Linked DNA regions of Mus musculus: region 1 is linked to region 2. Evidence: chromatin contacts called from public promoter capture Hi-C data. All regions are on one chromosome and are shown on one strand. Each heading gives the region's core, a stretch centred on a gene start, on an enhancer-like site or on the middle of the called end of the contact. The rest is flanking DNA. Distances are from core to core; before and after follow the strand shown. Region 1 has its middle 71 kb from the start of Mb21d2. Region 2 holds the start of Mb21d2 (Mab-21 domain containing 2).

What was found. Promoter capture Hi-C pulls out the DNA fragments that hold promoters and counts their contacts.
Region 1: a promoter capture Hi-C map of liver shows a contact between it and region 2. The contact joins the enhancer-like site here to the promoter of Mb21d2 in region 2. A contact is called at or near these places in 3 of 39 promoter capture datasets (the 3T3-L1 cell line, the C10 cell line and liver), 4 of 484 Hi-C or Micro-C datasets (cerebellar granule neurons, cerebellum and uterus), 1 of 115 datasets of contacts at active chromatin or transcription factors (embryonic stem cells) and 1 of 9 other capture datasets (liver).

Annotation. Positions count from the first base shown.
Region 1 is chr16:28,998,686-29,001,753 of GRCm38.p6, forward strand. No RefSeq gene overlaps it. Among named protein-coding and RNA genes, the nearest start is that of Mb21d2, 71 kb to the left of the region's middle. Within about 2 kb of position 1,281, at least 12 of the 459 cell types and tissues checked have an H3K27ac peak or open chromatin away from gene starts, as enhancers often do. A contact at or near this core is called in cerebellar granule neurons, cerebellum and liver, where this site is marked.
Region 2 is chr16:28,928,155-28,931,326 of GRCm38.p6, forward strand. Mb21d2 (Mab-21 domain containing 2) reads right to left here and starts at 1,544. Exons shown (of 2, transcript NM_177718.3): 1 at 1,299-1,544. The coding sequence starts at 1,509.

The DNA.
Region 1 (3,068 bases), core at 31-2,530, 70 kb after region 2:
CTGTCAAATGTAAAACATTATTTTCAAGAAAACTTATAGAATAAAAAAAAAAGAATTTACTTTGTCTTATGGTTCCAGAGAGATGAAAGTCCATCCAGGTGGGGATGCTAGGCAGTAAGCAGTAGCAGGAGCAAGAAGCTGAGCCCTCACTGCCTTTACCATAAGCATGAAGCAGAAGGAGATAGAAGACCTTTTACTTTTAAGCTTATCTCTAGTTACTTCCTTCTTCCCACGGGGTCACACCTCCTATACTTCCCCATATAGTACCACTAGCTGGGGACCAATTTTTTGAAATATGTGAGCCTATATGGCCCTTTTCATCCAAAGCACCCACAGTGTTGTAACCATTAGCACCACGTTATTTGAACAGTGGTGTTCTCCTGCTTCTTGTCTTGGCCTTCGGGATCTCTGCATAGATTTTTAACTGGTACATATATTTTAAACCCCGCATACATTGAAATTATTTTTTTGTTAAAATCTAATAACCTTTAATGAGCCTTAAATATTAAAAAAACATTTCTATATTTACTCATGTTGTTCCCAGTTCTCCATTTTTTTAGTTTTTTTTTTTTTAAGTTCCCCATCTCTTTTAATGCAGTTTTAGTGGGAATACAATTTCAAACTGGATACAATGTTTCTTTCTGTTGCTAAGGTTGCTTTATCTTGTCTTCTGGTCAATGAAACTGAGACTCCCTGGCTCTTAATGAAAGGTCTGTTAGTCATCAACAACCCCACTTTGCGAAAGCAGTAAAGGGCTCTCAGTCCTTGCCCCCTGAGAAATCACTAAGCTCTCCACCATTTGCTGCCTCTTTCCTTCCACTGGCATCTGTGAAGCATAACATACCTGGAGCATCTCTCATCTGTCCTTTGCAGCATTTGAATATTGAAACCTGCCAGTGATGTTGACAAGACAATTTAGACAACTCGTCACCTTTTCAGCTCTTGGCGTTACTACGGGATGCTAGGATTGCCAAGGTCTCAATCAACAACTTCTGGCTTTGGCTGTCTGAGCTGCAGGTGCCACCGACAGATAGTGCAACAGATGACCATCATGAACCTGGCTTGCACAGGCCAGATTTTGGAGAGGCGATATAGTCATTTCCTACCCTCTGCATTGGCCTGGATACAGAATGTGAAGATCATAACTAAAGCTGGTTTAAGTGGGCCAGGTGTCTGGTGCCAGCATGTTCATGCTTGCCAGATGTCTCTTCTCTGCCAGCATTGCCAGGAAAGCCTGTTCTGACCTTGTGAGATACGTGGAGGTGTGTGGACATGGTGAGGTGCTGGCGTGTGACTCACCCAGGCTGGCACAGGAGGAGCATGGGTGGAGATCAGGGAGTCTTCTGTCCATTCTGGGAGTCCTACAAAAGTCACATGTTTTTCAGAGGGGCGACCAGACTCTGGCTGATGGTTGTATTCCTACCGTTTCCTCAGAAGCTCATAAGGCCGGTTAAATACTGACTAATGGGGAGTTTATGCTGAAGCTGAGGAAGAGGCTGCATCCAGTTTAATTAACACTTACCAACTGGCACGGGTATGTGGCCGGGGCTGAGAGTAATTCAAAGCATGGTCCATGTCGTGGTATTCTTCAAATCTGATGGAGACACAGGTCATAATAATAAAAGATGATCAAGATAAAAGACAGTAATTTAAAATGACTTAATAAAGCAACATACTCTTTCTAAATGAAAATATTTATGGAGACGGCATGGAGATTAGTGCAAATATAGACTGGTGATCCCCCAATGAGCTGTAGAAAACATATACTTCAATTTTTAAATGGGTTAAGACCTCAGGCATATTTATTTGCACAGAAACAAGGAGACAATTTGAAGGAGATGGCATGATGTGCTTAGGACCAGAAGCCAAGCTCCCAGGGCAGAAGGAGGCCGAAGGGTGTGGTGTGTGTGTGTGTGTGTGTGTGTGTGTGTGTGTGTGTGTGTGTGTGTTTGTGTGTGTAAGAGCATCACCTTACCAGTTTCAATAACAGAGGCTTTGTTGTGCAACCAAAGTAGTAGACAAAGCAGGAGTCTTTATTCTGTTCTCTCCTACCTGATCTTACCTTATCAATAAGTTATTTTATTCTCTCTAGATCTCACTTTTTTGTTTTCTGCAAATAGGAAGAATCATGTGATTAGATCTCATCAAAGGGCTTTTACGGGGTTAAATGATTTAGCACATAGTAATGAGCCATGAATTAACACACAGTACTCAACCATATAGCACCACCTATTAGACAGGAAATATGTCATAAACATTACTTGGATTTTGATGGTGATATCAGTGGTAGTGGCAGTGGCCTGGGAGGGACTGTATTCTCGAGATCTGTAGTCTTCATGGCCCCAACAGTGTCCTCTATTCACACATTGTGGCTGATGGTGACATTTTTATACAATTAGCTCTATACTATTGCTTTCTGTTTCATGCTCCCTTTACTGTCTTGCTTTGTATCATGTACACAGAAAGCCAGAATTCGTGGATGAGACCAATGAGGGCCTGACTGGACAGATTTGAACTCACTTTAGCGTAATGTGTTCTCTTCGTTTTGATCATGAGTAAACTGTGCTATTCGGTTCAGGGTTCCTTCTTCAGGCACCCACCAGTGTCTGACCACCAGCTGGAGGGGCAGCAGGAAGAGCCTGGCATTTGCCGGTGAAACTGCTGTGTACAGCTCACGTGGTTCTGGCAGCCATCCCACACTGCACCCGGGCCAAGCACTCTTTGGCCAGGTTTCAGGTCAGCAGACAGAGATTCATTTTTGCTGCGCATTTGAAGAAAGGAGAAGACTCACGGAGCTTTAATGAGCATATTTAATTGGGGCCTTTTCTCAAGAGAGAATTCGTCCTCTTGACATCTGTCATAGATGAAGGGAGATGTGAATCCTAATGGCCCAAGCACAGCAGGACCCCATTTCAGCCACATCAGACTTAGCTGTGGGGAAGCGATAGGATGTCAGGGCGAGATCCTTCCAGGAGAGTGGTTGCTTGAGAAGTGGTTGCTTCTGTCTCTACATGAAGCCTGTGGACTAGGAGCCTTTATCTTTGGAGTAAAAGCATGTTAGTTGTGTT
Region 2 (3,172 bases), core at 294-2,793:
ATAATTCAATTAAACAGTCAAACATCCAAATATGGATCTTTCAACCACATTCCCCACCTAGAATACCTAGAATATACGTGTGGAGTGAGCAGGAGAAAGAAAACATACTCCCGCGTTTAACACGGCCCATCCAACTTGCTTAATTCTTCAGAGGACCAGTGGACCACATTCAATCGGTATCACTTCGACTTGAGCTAAGAGAGGCAAGAAAAGGTATCTGGAGGGAATAAGGTAGGAAGAAACAACAGTGCAATCTCGTTAGATCCCAAGAGAATGCAAAGACTCTGTCCTGTAGTTAAAAGGCCTTTGTCAATCACAATTACCACTATCTGAAAAATTGACTGTGGAAACCTTTGGAGAGCAAGGCTCCTCCAGTCCAGCCCTGCTGAATGTAAACCACGGGGCCACCACTGCTGCATGACAGCGCTACACACTCGAGGCTCCCAGCAGCGGATGCTCATTCTACAACTCAGAAGCAATAATCCCACCGCAGGACGCCAGGGATAGGGTTGGATCCCCGGAACCCATTATTTTTCTTCATCTTTCCAGACCCGTCGGTGAAGAGCTGGGGGATACGGTGGGAGAAATTTTTCTAACCCAGGGCTGCCCAGAGTGGGAAACTTGAGCACCTCTTAGCCATCAGTAGGACAATACACAAAGACGAGGGGGACAGCGCTCCTCCGCGGCCAGAGCTCTGAGCTTGGTCGTGTTCAAGCAAGGAATTAGGAATTCCAGCTCAGCAACAACCCGGAGAAGCACCGGAAATGCTTCCGACCCCTTCAAAGGGAAGTCGATTTGCAAATCAAAGTTGGAGGCAACTCCGGGCGCCCGGACTACTTCCGCGGGTTACTCTGGAACACCCAACAAGTTTGGCCACCCGGGGCTCGGCGTGACAGCGCCGCGCCGCAACCACGACAGAAGCAACTTGTCGCTCCAGCACGGGTCGGCCTCCACCACGGCCGCCCGGGGTTGCAGGAGAGCCGGTGTCAGCCGGCCGGAGCCGCTTGGGGACTCCCCAAGCCGGGAGGCGTCTCCCGCCGCCGCCTCACCTGCCCGCCAGCCCCGCGGCCGAGGAACCAACAAAAGAGCGGGCGATCGGGAAGGAGAGGGGCACCCCGCGCCGAGCGCAGCAGGCAGGAGCGGAGGGGGCAGCTGAGCTGGCGGTGGAGAGGAAAGGGGACCTCACGGAACCAGGGGTGACACCCCGGGCAAACGCCAGAGCGGGGACCATAGCTTCCACCCGCTCCATCACACCCGCGCACACACGCATACTCACACATCCTCCCCGTTCTCCTTACCCAGCATGGAAAAGATGAAATCCTTGGCAGTGTGGATCTCCAGCGCTCTCTGGTCGTCGTATTCCCGCTGGTCGTGCCTGGTGAATTCCTGGATGAGTTTGTTCAGTTCCTCCACCCGAGCTCCAGACCTGAAATCCAGCTCCGGGAAGGCAGGCTTGTTGTTGCAGCCCAGGGAGGCTGCCTTGCTGGCGGTGGGAGCCGCCATCTTCATGCAAAACGCGCCGAGCGGCGGCTCCGCGGCGGCCGCGGCACCCACCCCCGCCCCCCACCCCGCCCCGGCCTCCCGGCGCGGCTGGGCAGCCCGGCCCGTGGGCGGGCTGGCTTCTGGACGGGCCCCGCGCCGCGCTGCGCTCGGGGCGGCCGCGCTCCTTCGCGGGAGGAGCCCGACTGCGGCGAGGTGCGCGTGTGGCCCCGGCCCCCGGTCCTCCCGCCCCCGCCCGCTGCGCCGCTGCGGGCCCCTGCCCTCCTCGAGTCCTGCCGGGATCGGTGGCGGCGTCCGGGAGTGGACTCGAGCCTCCCCGGGGGCAAGGAAAGTGAAGTGGAAACAATGTGAAATTCACCAGCGCTGAAATCAACAAGCTGCCGGCTCCGGTGTTACGGAGCCAGCAGCAGCAGCATTCCCATTTAAAGGGACAGCGCACCCGGTGGGAAGAAAATAAATAAATAAATGGCAGAGGTTCGCGCGCCCGGATCACTTGCCAGTCCGTACTCGGGCTGACGCGCGTGGTGTGGACGCTTTCTTTCTCCACCTCCACCCCCGCCCCTCTTTAGGGGCAGGGCTTGCCAAGCGCATCCAAGGAGAAAGGAGTCTTCCTACTCTGATCTTAGGGCGGTGTCCCGGGCGAAAACGTGTCTGTGGGCGCCTTTCCAATGTCCATCCCGAGAACTTTAGTACCTTTGCTTGGTGGAAAAATATAAAATGTACCTTCTGTCCTTTGTCGCCTAGAATGATAAAATCAGCGAATCAAGAAGGGGTGCCAGTCATGCCGCGTATAGATACTTCCAATTAACCACTCAAGTATCCTCCTTACCTTTGCCCTTGGTAATTAGTTTGCCTGGGTAACAGCTCATTCAACTTAACATATAGTGCCTTAATGAGAGCCAACCTGCTCTCAGACAGATAGGAATCCAAATGCGGAATGTGGGGGAAGGAAAACAATGAATTGCCCCAGGGTACAAGGAAGATGGGAGTGGGAGAGGGAGTCTCCCTTTTGGCAAATAGAATTTGAGCACTCGCTATTAGCCAGACCGGAATGACTGGGATGAGTCCTGGGACTTAGCCCTCACCCTCACCCATGTCCCCACTGGAACTAGGGTTTTCAAGACAAGACTGCTGTAGTCCAAGTCTAGTTTATCAAGACCAAATGGCAGATGTGGTTTTAATGTTCATGTGATTCACACACTTAAGGAGGCCTATGGACCCCTAGGAACAATGGTGAACTGTCCTCTATCCCAGCCTGTGGTCCTATCGGCCCCTTTAATTTTCTTACCTGAGTTCTCATCACTGAAAACTCACATTACCTTGTAAGACCTGGACATCCAGGCCCTGCCATACTTACCCATGTGAATAGGATAACCATTACATCTTCATAGGCTGCTTTAAGAATTAGGTGAGATAAGACTGGACGGACACCATTTATTATAAAGAATGACACGTTAAGTAGCATGTTAAGTAGCCATTAGCTGTATCAGCTTCCACTGTTGATACAAACTTTAGGGTCCTGGGGTGAGTGTGTGTGTGTGTGTGTGTGTGTGTGTCCCTGCATTTACATACACTGCATTGTTGCCTGGTGCCTGCAGAGGTCACAACAGGGCATCAGTTCTCCTGAAACTAACGTTCCAGACAAATGTGAGCTGCCCTATGGATGCTGCGA